Regions from separate parts of the Sus scrofa genome. Here regions 1 and 3 are each linked to region 2. A link is a contact called in public HiChIP or PLAC-seq data. All regions are on one chromosome and are shown on one strand. Each heading gives the region's core, a stretch centred on a gene start, on an enhancer-like site or on the middle of the called end of the contact. The rest is flanking DNA. Distances are from core to core; before and after follow the strand shown. Region 1 overlaps SGF29 (SAGA-associated factor 29). Region 2 holds the start of LOC110260088 (eukaryotic translation initiation factor 3 subunit C). Region 3 holds the start of SGF29 (SAGA-associated factor 29).

What was found. HiChIP or PLAC-seq counts read pairs in DNA pulled down with a chosen protein or histone mark.
Region 1: an H3K27ac HiChIP or PLAC-seq map of alveolar macrophages shows a contact between it and region 2. The contact joins the enhancer-like site here to the promoter of LOC110260088 in region 2. A contact is called at or near these places in 1 of 5 promoter capture datasets (liver), 4 of 47 Hi-C or Micro-C datasets (embryonic fibroblasts, epiblast stem cells, mesenteric adipose tissue and 1 more) and 1 of 2 datasets of contacts at active chromatin or transcription factors (alveolar macrophages).
Region 3: an H3K27ac HiChIP or PLAC-seq map of alveolar macrophages shows a contact between it and region 2. The contact joins the promoter of SGF29 here to the promoter of LOC110260088 in region 2. A contact is called at or near these places in 7 of 47 Hi-C or Micro-C datasets (embryonic fibroblasts, epiblast stem cells, heart right ventricle and 3 more) and 1 of 2 datasets of contacts at active chromatin or transcription factors (alveolar macrophages).

Annotation. Positions count from the first base shown.
Region 1 is chr3:18,357,489-18,361,291 of Sscrofa11.1, forward strand. All of the region lies in intron 5 of SGF29 (SAGA-associated factor 29), which reads right to left. Among named protein-coding and RNA genes, the nearest start is that of BOLA2B, 7.9 kb to the left of the region's middle. Within about 2 kb of position 1,738, at least 11 of the 83 cell types and tissues checked have an H3K27ac peak or open chromatin away from gene starts, as enhancers often do. A contact at or near this core is called in alveolar macrophages, liver and mesenteric adipose tissue, where this site is marked.
Region 2 is chr3:18,465,765-18,469,552 of Sscrofa11.1, forward strand. LOC110260088 (eukaryotic translation initiation factor 3 subunit C) reads left to right here and starts at 1,961. Exons shown (of 21, transcript XM_021088039.1): 1 at 1,961-2,110; 2 at 2,198-2,337. The coding sequence starts at 2,237.
Region 3 is chr3:18,386,533-18,390,315 of Sscrofa11.1, forward strand. SGF29 (SAGA-associated factor 29) reads right to left here and starts at 1,398. Exons shown (of 11, transcript XM_021088034.1): 1 at 1,098-1,398.

The sequences.
Region 1 (3,803 bases), core at 488-2,987, 110 kb before region 2:
GGTCTGGATGAAGCACAAGGCAGACTTCCTTTCCTCCTCGCAGCAGGCTGGCTAGCTCACGCCAACCCTGCCGTGGAAACTAGAAGACCCTGAGCATGTGTTTTTTAATCTTAAAAGCACTGGCGAGACAGGGAGGGTCCCGGAGAGGTAAGCAAAGCCGCCGCCGCCTTCCCCAAGCGCACCTGCCAGATCCTGAACACGGGCTGCTGGGCACCCGCAGCCTCGAGCAATGTCTTGTTCAGAGGACAGAAGTTAAAATGTGCAGTCTGCCCCAGCGGGACATGTAAGATGAGACCCTCCAGAGGGCTGGGGGGTCCGGGCCCAGGGCAGGAATAGGGGTGGATGGAACTTGTCCCTGAAAGGCGGCAGCCCAGGAAACTTCTGGAGTTTGCTTAGAGTGGCCGAGACCTAAGCAACCTGGCAGAAGTGCCCCCAAATCCTGGTGGGAAGAAGGCGCAATCCTTTAAACCCCGGGGACTCTCCCCTAGACCACTTCGCCAGCAAAAAGCAGCAGAGTACCCACCCTGGGTTGTTCATTCCCCCACCCATCCCTCCGGCACGCCTGTCACAACCGCCCACATGGCTCTGAAGGCCCTGGTTTAGGAGGAGAGAGACCTCTGAGGACACCCCCCCACAGCGTCACAGGACGGAGTCCCTGAGTGTGTGACTCCTGTGGGCTTGTCAGGAGAGGCCGGAAGACCGGGCTGAAGTCTTGGCAGAGGGAACTGGGCAAACCACGAGGAGGACGGACACCCTGCCCGGTAGCCTTGACGTGTCAAAGCTCAGCGCGGCTGGTGTGAGACACGTGGCTGATGTGGGTGAGGCACTGGGGCGCGGGGCGAGCAGGCAGCCAGGAAAGCAGAGGAGGAGTAAAAGCCAGGGGGCAAGTCTGATGGTTGCTGCTGGGCCTGTCTGGAGGACATCCTTTCATGGAGCGTGTCCGAAGCTGTGTTCTCTAAGACATTAATGCAGTGGCTCTCGGCCAGAACTAGTGGGTCTGGGATGGTGACATGGGATATTTACACAGTATGAAAGCATCTCCCATGAGACACTTATCACACAACGGCAAACAGCCATCACTGGACACAGGAGGAACCTGGAGGAGCTCACCGTAACCAGCGTGGCAGTGTCCTCTGCCTTCCAACACTGGCCAAGGGCAGTATCACTTGGTGCTATTACCTCCGAAAGCGTGAAACCTGATTCTAATCCCGAGGAAACATCAGACAAACCCAGCTGAGGGGCATTCTACACTGGCGTATGATCGCAAAACGTCAAAGTCATGAAAGCCAGAGACATGGAGTTCCCATCGTGGCTCAGCGCTAACAAACCCGACTAGTATCCGTGAGGACGAGGGTTTGATCCCTGGCCTCACTCAGTGGGTTAGAGATTCCGTGTTGCCACGAGCTGTGGGTGTAGGCTGCACACGCGCAGCTCGATCTGGCGTTGCTGTGGCTGTGGTGTAACGTGGCAGCTACAGCTCTGAGTCCACCATTAGCATGGGAACTTCCATGTGCCACCGGTACAGCCCTAAAAAGAGCAAAAAAAAAAAGAAAAGAAAAGAAAAGAAGACAGCCTGGGAACCGTTCCAGGTTGAAACAGACGAAAGAGACATGAACACTAAACTCAATGCTGATCTGCACCAGAAAAATGTTCTTTTGCTATGAGGGTCACCAGTGGACAGTGATGAATCTGAGTTAAGATCTGTGGATTAGCTAATAGTTGCATACAAGCGTAATTCCCGATTTTGAGAAATGTACTGTGGTTAAGAATGTTCTCATTTTTAGGAAATGCTGACATGTATTTAGAGGTCAAGCAGCATCATGCCTCATGTCTGCAACATAAAAGGTTCAGAAAAAGATTTGTGAATAGCCATACAGAATGATAAAGCAAAGGCGGCAAACTATATTTAAGTCTGAAATTATATAAAAAGTTAAATCAAGGAGTTCCCGTTGTGGCGCAGCAGACACTAATCCAACTAGTACCCATGAGGATGTGGGTTCAATCCCTGGCCTTGCTCAGTGGGTCGGGGATCTGGCGCTGCTGTGAGCTGTGGTGTAGGTCAGAGACGTGGCTTAGATCCCGCGTTGCTGTGGCTGTGGCATAGGCTGGACCCCTAGCCTGAGAACCTCCATATTGCCTTGGGTACAGCCCTAAAAAGAGAAAAGACAAATAAAAGGTTAAATCAATACCAGGGCCTGAACTCCACCCCAATTAAATCAGAACCTCTGGGATGCAGCCAGACTTGAGAACCGGTGTGCAAATGTATTCTACTGCCAGTAAGTCTGTGAACCACTGAGCTAAACAAACTGTTATTGCAGAACTTGGCAGAGCCTTTAATACTTTAACTGGAATATGAATCTCTAGGAGAGGAATGTAATATTTCACTCCCTAAAGTTTCTGCAGTTCCACCACAGAGATCCGAGGAAATAATGTTTTAAGATCATTTCCGTTTAAAGAGCAGTTTTCTTTGAGATGTCTCCATCTGGAGCCATAGACGCTTCAGGTCATCCAGGATGACCCTGCAGCAGAGCACGGGTCCCTGCCTTCTGAGAGGCAGCCTTCCAGCCCGGCTGTAACCCTCAGGGCTGGTGCTACCCCAGGAAGTCTGCTTCACCTGGGACAGCCAAGGAAAGACCACTTTCTGAATGACATTCCTTTGAATGCAGCCGAAACCCTGAGCCTTAACCCCCCCTCCCCTGAAAACTGGCACCTCCCCTTGACCATTAGTTAGGGGCTAAAGAGTGTGGGCTCTTTAAAGTCATCCAGTACCGCAGCACACCAGTTCACGGTGGAAATATTTGATGAGGGTGAACTTTTAAAAAGAAATAGGATAGGTGGTCCCGTCGTGGCTCAGCGGAAATGAATCTACCATCCATGAGGTTGCGGGTTCGATCCCTGGCTCTGCTCAGTGGGTTGAGGATCCCGCATTGCCACGAGCTGTGGTGTAGGTCGCAGATGGGGCTCTGACCTAGTGTTGCTGTGGTGTAGGCCAGCAGCTGTAGCTCCCATTAGACCCCTAAGCTGGGAACCTCCACATGCTGCGGTGTGGTCCTTAAAACAAAACAAAAACAAAGCTAGTGGATGTCAGCCTCTCGGGCACATGGCCTCTCTGTGCACCTTTAAGAGGTCTGTGTGTGTGTGTGGGTCCCTGTCAGGGGTGAGGAGAGAGAAATACCTTCCTCCGGCTTCCAAGCTGACACATCCCATGATGGGTCAAAACTAGAGCACTACCCCGGGTCAGCAGCATGGAACGACACCTGGGACACAGGTGGCTGCCAGTGAACAGCCTGCTGACCAGGGCCCAGCAACTGGCTCAGAAAGACGGCCCAGGTGATAAGGCGTTTACTCTCTCCTGCAGGCATTTGACATTTTAGCCCATAAAACATTCAGGCTCTCGCAAAGTTCAAGCGGAAGTCTGCCTGCACTAGCTCAGCCACCCCTCAAACTACCTTCCTTAACTGGAATGCTGAGACAGGCTGTTAAAGACTGTGGCCAGGAGTTCCTGTCATGGCTCAACAGAAATGTATCTGACTAATACGAGGACGCAGGTTGGATCCCTGGCCTTGCTTAGTGGGTTAGGGATCCAGCATTGCAGTGAGCTGTGGTGTAGGTTGCAGAATCCTGCACTGCTGTGGCTGTGGTGTAGGCTGGCAGCTGTAGCTCTGATTCAACCCCTAGCCTGGGAACCTCCATATGCCACAAGTGTGGCCCTTAAAAAAAAAAAAAAAGAGTTTCCTTCACAGCGGAGTGGTTAACGAATCCGACTAGGAACCACAAGCTGCGGGTTCGATCCCCGGCCTTGC
Region 2 (3,788 bases), core at 711-3,210:
GTCAGCCTCAAGTGGATCTGTGGCGAGAAAGGGAAGGAGAGACGAGAGAAAGAGAGACAGAGAGGAAAAGCAGGGAAGACGGAAGAGAGGGATGACAGTCCAGGATGTGCGGAAAGGCCCTGCCACGTTCTAACCCCAATATACCAGCTGCTGAATGTGCCCTGAATTTTTCTGTCTCTAGGATTTTGTTCATACTGTTTCCTCTACCTACATAAAACGGCCTCCTTCTTTGCCCAGTCTCTTTAAGTCCTACTTTTCTTTTAGAGGAGCGTGGTACCTCCAATGCTCAACATTATGAGACAAGTGCTGAATGAATGAAACTACCTTTAAAAATGTAAAACAAGATGTTCCTGTCATAGCTCAGCGGTAACGAACCCGCTTAGGATCCATGAGGATTCAGGTTGGATCCATGAGGATTCCAGTTTGATCCCTGGCCTTGCATGGTGGGTTAAGGATCTGATGTTGTTGTGAGCTGTGGTGTAGGTCGCAGACATGGCTTGGATCCCGATGTGCTGTGGCTGTAATGTATGCTGGCAGCTCCAGCTCCGATTCGACCCCCAACCTGGGAACCTCCATATAATGCAGGTGCAGCGGTAAAAAAATTAATAAAGAAATAAAAATGTGGAGTTCCCATCATGGCTCAGTGGTTAATGAATCTGACTAGGAACCATAAGGTTGTGGGTTTGATCCCTGGCCTTGCTCAGTGGGTTAAGGATCTGGCATTGCCATGAGCTGTGGTGTAGGTCTCAGACGCAGCTTGGATCTGGCGTTGCTGTGGGTCTGGTGTAGGCCGGCAACTAAATCTCTGATTGGACCCCTAGCTTGGGATCCTCCATATGCCTTGGGAGCAGCCCTAGAAAAGGCAAAAAAGCAAAAAGGCAAAAAGGCAAAAAAAAAAAAAAAAAGAAAGAAAGAAAGAAAAATGTAAAACAGTCCCAGCTCAATAAAACTGCTTGATAGCTTCTCCAACTCACCTGGATTTAAATCCATAGGCCTCCAAGTATCTTCATGATCTAGAGTTATCTACTTCTATACTGTTAATACATTGCTCTCTTTGCTGATAGTACACTGGTCTTCTCCTTATTCCTAGAACCTAGGAGTTTCCTTGTGAAATCAGCTACTTTTTCTGTTTTGTTTGCTGCTGTGTCCAGTGCCTAGAACATTTCTGGTTCATAACAAATGCTCAGTAAATAAGCATTTGTGGAATAATGAATGATACTAGCTTTATATTTATTATATGCTTATATTGTACAAGGCGCTGTTCTAAACGCTTCACATATACTAAGTCACTTAATTTTCATAATATTCTACGAAGTAGGTCCTATTATGGTCCTTATCTGGGGAGACTGAATCATACAGAGATTAGGAAATCTGCCTAAGTGTCACACACTAGTAAGTGTTGGAGATGGGATTTGTTTTTTTGTTTTGGTTTTTTTTTTTAGGGCCACACCCACGGCATATGGAGGTTTCCAGGCTAGCAGTCAAATCGGAGCCACAGCTTCTGGCCTATACCGCAGCCACAGCGACATCAGATCCGAGCCGCGTCTGCCACCTACACCACAGCTCACGGCAACGCCGGATCCTTAACCCACTGAGCAAGGCCAGGGATCGAACCCGCAACCTCATGGATGCTAGGCGGATTCATTTCCGCTGCGCCACAACAGGGAACTCCAGAGATGGGATTTGAATACAAAGTCAGATTCAAAGTTTGCTCGAAGCCTAGCTCCAAAACCTTGTAACTTATCAGCATCGCGTGGACGTTAAAAAAGGAAAATCCTGGTCCTGAGATTCTTACTCCACGGGTCAGAGGTATGGTTGGCATCTGTGAGCAATAAAACCCGACAGCAAAGCGGGTCCCATGGGAGAATCTCTAGGTGGCGTCCTCCCCGCCAAGGTTACATCAGGCCGAATCCCGCCCCTTGCGTGGCGCGAGGGCATCTGGGAGTTGTAGTCAAACAGTACAGTTCGTCGGCGTCCCCCGGAAGTGACGCAAGGGTCCCGCCTTCTCCTCTGCGCGTTTCCGCGGTCCCGGCTCCGCGGTGTGACTCGCGAGCTCAGCTGGTAACTATTTCTTGGGCCTCGTGCTTGGAGGAGCGAAACCTCAGTCGGGGTGCGTGCGGGGACGGTGTGGGTCGGGGTCGGGGAGTGGCGGCCCGGGCCCGTTGTTGTGGCCCGTGACTTTCGGGCTTTTCCGTAGGTCCAGCCGCGTCCGCCGCAGCTGCTCAGCGCCGTCGCCATGTCGCGGTTTTTTACCACCGGTTCGGACAGCGAGTCCGAGTCGTCCCTGTCCGGGGAGGAGCTTGTCACCAAACCTGTTGGGGGTAACTACGGCAAACAGTGAGTAGGGGCCTGCGGCATGGGGACCACTCGGGGGGGGGGTGCGGCAGGCTATGGAAGGCCGTGTATGTGGGAGGGGAATGGAGGTGGTGGCGGTGAGAGCGGGTACCAAGGATGTTCAGAGTTTAAGAGACTGGAGCAGTGTTGGAGGGACAACCTTAACGGCTTAGGGTGCTGTGAATTGTGGGAATCCACCCACCGGGCAAAGGATAGAGTCTTGGAGGAGAGGTTTTCCCACTGGTTGGGTCTGTTGCATTTAGCAAGAAACCTCAGATATTAAGAATTCTTTGATGTGGCTCTTAAGTTTTTAAATATCTGTTAGTAGTTCCCTGTTGTTTACCTCCACCTACATACCCTTCTCCCATCTCTGCAAACTACTTTTTTTCTCCTTTTGGAACAGTAGAATGTTGTTTCTCAAACTTGTGTCATACATATGCCACCTTCAGTTTTTTTTGTTTTTTTGTTTTTTTTGGCACATACCTGTGATTAAGAATGTATATTCCTATCACTTCATTTTTATTTATTTTATTTATTTTTTATTTTTTTGTCTTTTGTCCTTTTAGGGCCGCACCCGAGGCATATGGAGGTACCCAGGCTAGGGGTCTAATCGGAGCTGTAGCTGCAGGCCTACGCCAGAGTCACAGCAATGCCAGATCCAAGCCGCATCTTCAACCTACACCACAGCTCACGACAACGCCGGATCCTTAAGCCACTGAGCAAGGCCAGGGATCAAACCCGCAACCTCATGGTTCCTAGTCGGATTTGTTTCCACTGGACCACAATGGGAATTCCTATTCCTACCACTTCAAAGTCTTGTTTCAGCATAAAACTCACTTTTTAAAAAGAAAAAAAAGGATACACACACGTACCATGTGAATATGATTTCATGTCTTAAGTGGAAAAACCAACCTCACTTGCTACAAAATTGGAAGTAATTGGAAAGTTACTAAGACGGACAAAAAAAGATATTGTTGCCAGTTGAATGCTGTCTGTGGTCTGATGTTTATTTATTAAGGAAAAATACTAGCAATGGAGGTGTTAAAGCCATTGAGACTCTTTTCTTACTCTTGGGTGTTCACAGTCTGGGAAATACTGCTTCCTAGGACTTAGTTCAGATATCACTTTCCTTTCCCTTCATTGTAGCTAAAGGACCCTTTTCCTCACCTTCTTTTAGTAGTTTTTAGTGGTTTGTGTCTTTACATGGTTAATTTTCTGACATAGTAAATACCTCTGCTTGTGTGAGAGGCTGGAAATGGTCATTTTGTATGCATTACAACAGCTGACAAAAGGCCTTACTTGAAGTGTGCTTTAAAGATTGAGTTAGTTCCGGAGTTCCCGTGATGGCTCAGCCGTTAATGAATCTGACTAGCATCCATGAGGACACAGGTTCGATCCCTGGCCTTGCTCATGGGTTAAGGATCTGGCATTGCCATGAGCTGTCTCGGATCCTG
Region 3 (3,783 bases), core at 148-2,647, 80 kb before region 2:
AAAGAGGACAGAGGGGAAGCAAAAGACATCTAGTATAACTCAAGGTGTTTGAAAAATTGGAAAACTGAAGAAGGTGAATGGTAAAACTCAAAATTTCAGGTAGAGCAATGAGTTGAGGACAAGAATTTGAGAGTTAAACACAAGAGATGGTATTTAGGAGCTCCCGCCGTAGCTCAGTGGTTAACAAAACCGACTAGGAACCATGAAATTGCCGGTTCAGTCCCTGCCCTTGCTCAGTGGGTGAAGGATCCGGCGTTGCCGTGAGCTGTGGTGTAGGTCGAAGACGCGGCTCGGATCCCACGTTTGCTGTGGCTCTGGCGTAGACCGGTGGCTACAGCTCTGATTAGACCGCTAGCCTGGGAACCTCCATATGCCACGGGAGCGGCCCAAGAAATGGCAAAAAGACAAAAAAAAAAAAAAAAGAGAGAGTATTTAAAGCCTAGGAAACAGCACAGAAAAGAGATCAAAGATGAGGCTGTGGGGCAGTACAACCAACCACTGAGGGTAAGTTAGAGCAAGAATCAGCAGAGGAGAAACCAGAAAGAGCTGAAGCTGAAGACGAGAATGTTCCGCATAGCAAATGAAGCACGCATTTCCATTTCAGTGGAGGGGTGAGAGCCAAGGCCTTACTGGAGTGTGTTTGAAGGAGAAAAGGGGCTAATGAGTAGAGAATGAAGTTTTGGCTGCAGTGAAATAGAAAGCACCTGGAGGAATATGAAGAATGAGGTTGTTAAACTAAGCACACCTTCAGCAAATAATGAAAGCTGCCAAAGTGCGGGCCCCATCCTCTGCCCTTGTTCTCTCGCACCTGGGGTGCGTACCCACCCCTCCCAGCCACGGAGCCAAGCTCCACGTGCAGCGGCTTCCCACCCTCTTCCAGCCGGCGAGCGCAGGCGCAGTCAGTTACCAGAGAAGGTCGGCGCCAGCCCTCCCTCCCAGCGCCCCGCCTCTCCCGGTCCAGGGCGCGTGCGCACTGCCTCTCAAGAGCTGCCTCAGCGACGCCCGAGAACAGGGACCCCCCGGCCCTCCGCTCCCGCCATTCTCCGAGCGGGGGTGCGGGGAGCCAAGCAGTGCCTCAGACCACGACGTATACCCACCTACAGAACCACGGGTGGAATAAGCAAGTCGCGCTGGAAACTGCGACGGCGGGAGCAGGCGCGTCTTCCCTCGAATGCCTTTCAGAGTCTGCGGATAACAACGCGCTCACGTTCGAAGATTCGCGGCGGCTCAAGAACCACGCACGCTTTTTCCCTTTTATGAGCAGCGCGAGACCCTCTCTACGCGTGCGCTGTCTTCCTCTCTACGCGTGCGCTCTCTTCCCGTGCCGCGCTGCTCCTTGGGAAATGTAGTTTTTACTTGGACACAGAGTTTCCGCCTCTTCAGCTGAACCTTGTTTTAACCAACCAGAGCGTGTTTTCAGTATCCACTCCTATTACCAAAACCTCGATGAAACAATAAAAAAATTTTTAAACGAGCAGATTGTTGATTGAAGGGGGAGCAGTGGGCATATGAGAACTCTGTACTTGTTCCTTCAATTTTGCTGGAAAGCTAAAACTGCTTCAAAAATTAAAGTTCATTTAAAAAATGTTAAAAATAAATAGAAATAAGCAGATCTGTAAACCCAGATATCATTCTTTTAGAGAGTATTGTCAGGAACATATTGTCATTGTGAGCAAATGTTTAACCACAACGGTTTACATCCTAGTATCTTGTAATCTCTTACATAACCCATACCAAATTTTACGTTTGTTTGGTACACTTGCCTGCTCAGGGAGGTTAGGATCCACTGTTTTATTCACCTATATACACCCATAGTGGCTGGTATATAATAAGCGTTCTATTTTTTAAAATTCATATTAGAGTCTTAGACTTCAACACAAACCATTTCAGCCCAAAACTTAATGCAACATTTTTTACCATCAAACTTACTCTTCTTTCTGTGGTCTCTCAGTAAGTTGCATGACCATCTACCCAGTCTCAGTTCTATATCCTGCGTTTTATGGGGTTTACAGAAGCAAGGAGTTCGCATTTTCGTGTTTATTGAAGTCTCAGGAGTTCCCGTAGTGGCGCAGCTGAAATTAATCTGACTAGCATCTGTGAAGACACAGGTTTGATCCCTGGCCTTGCTCAGTGGGTTAAGGGTCAGGCATTGCCATGAGCTGTGGTGTAGCGGCTCTGATCCTGTGTTGCTGTGGCTGTGGTGTAGGTCAGCAGCTGTAGCTCCAATTGGACCCCTAGCCTGGGAACATCCATGTGCCGCGGGAGAAGCCATAAAATAAAATTTTTTAAAAAAATGAAGTCTCAGAAGCTATTTCTCCTGAATGGCAAATGTCAATTTTATTTTCTCCTCAAGGGAGATTTGGGGCTCGTTTTGGGGCGGGGGTGTCTGTGCCATGGCATGTGGAAGTTTCCCAGCCAGGGATCCAACCTGCACCACAGCTGTAACCTGAGGCATAGCAGTGACAACACTGGATCCTTAACCCACTGAACAAGAGGGAACTCCTGGGGCTCAATTTTTTTGTTTGTTTGAATTTATCTTTAATTTCTGAAGTTTCCTGCAATAACTATGTATCAGTTAACATGTATCACTGGATTAATCTTTTTTCTTTTTCTTTCTTTCTTTTTTTTTTTTTTTTTTTTTTTTTTGCTATTTAGGGCTGCACCCACGGCATGTGGAAATTCCCAGGCTAGGGGTCAAATCAGAGCAACAGGAGCTCCTGTCGTGGCGCAGCGGAAATGAATCCGACTAGGAACCATGAGGTTGCTGGCTCTATCCCTGGCCTCGCTCACTGGGTTAAGGATCTGGCGTTGCCGTGAGCTGTGGTGTAGGTCACAGACGCGCCTCCAATCTGGCGTTGCTGTGGCTGTGTATTAGGCCGGCAGCTGTAGCTCCGATTCGACCCCTAGCCTGGGAACCTCCATATGCCACAGGTGCAGCCCTGAGAAGACAAAAAGACCAAAAAAAAAAAAAAAAAATCAGAGCAACAGTTGCCGGCCACAGACACAGCCACAGCCACAGCATGCCAGATCCTTAACCCACTGAGTGAGGCCAGGGCTTGAACCCACATCCTCATGAATCCTAGTTGGGTTCCTTAACCACTGAGCCACAAGGGGAACTCTAATCTTTTACGTATTTTACAGTGTTGCCCATATGTAAGAAATAGCTCTGTCTTCACATCCAAATTTCTCAAAAGAATCATCTGTCTGCAGTTTTTCTTCGTTTTTCTTCTTTTGCGGGTTTTTTTGGGTTTTTTGGTCTTTATAGGGCTGAACCCATGACATGAGGAAGTTCCCAGGCCAGGGGTCAAATCAGAGCTGCAGCTGCCGCTTACACCACAGCCACAGGAATGCCAGATCCAAGCCACATCCTCGACCTATGCTGCAACTTGCGGCAACGCCAAGTCCCTTAACCTGCAGAGCGAAGCGGGACCACATCCTCACGGATGCTTGCTGGGTTCTTAACCTGCTGAGCCACAAGGAAGAATTCCCGTCCTCAGTTTTCATTTTCTCGACTCCCACTTGGCAACAATGGCTGAGCCAGCATCAGGGAGTTACCCTTGACCTCACTCCTTCCCTTCCCTCCCATATTCAATTCATCACTGTGTCTGCAGTATAAAAATGACAACTCACATTTGTTGGACACTTATCTCACATCAGGCACCGTTGAAATGCTTTCCATGTGTTCGTCCATATAACGTAGTCCATCCACTTTTTGTGGCCACCGCACTCACACTGGTCCAGGGTGCCTCTACTCTTGCCCAAACAACTACCAAATCTTTTCTT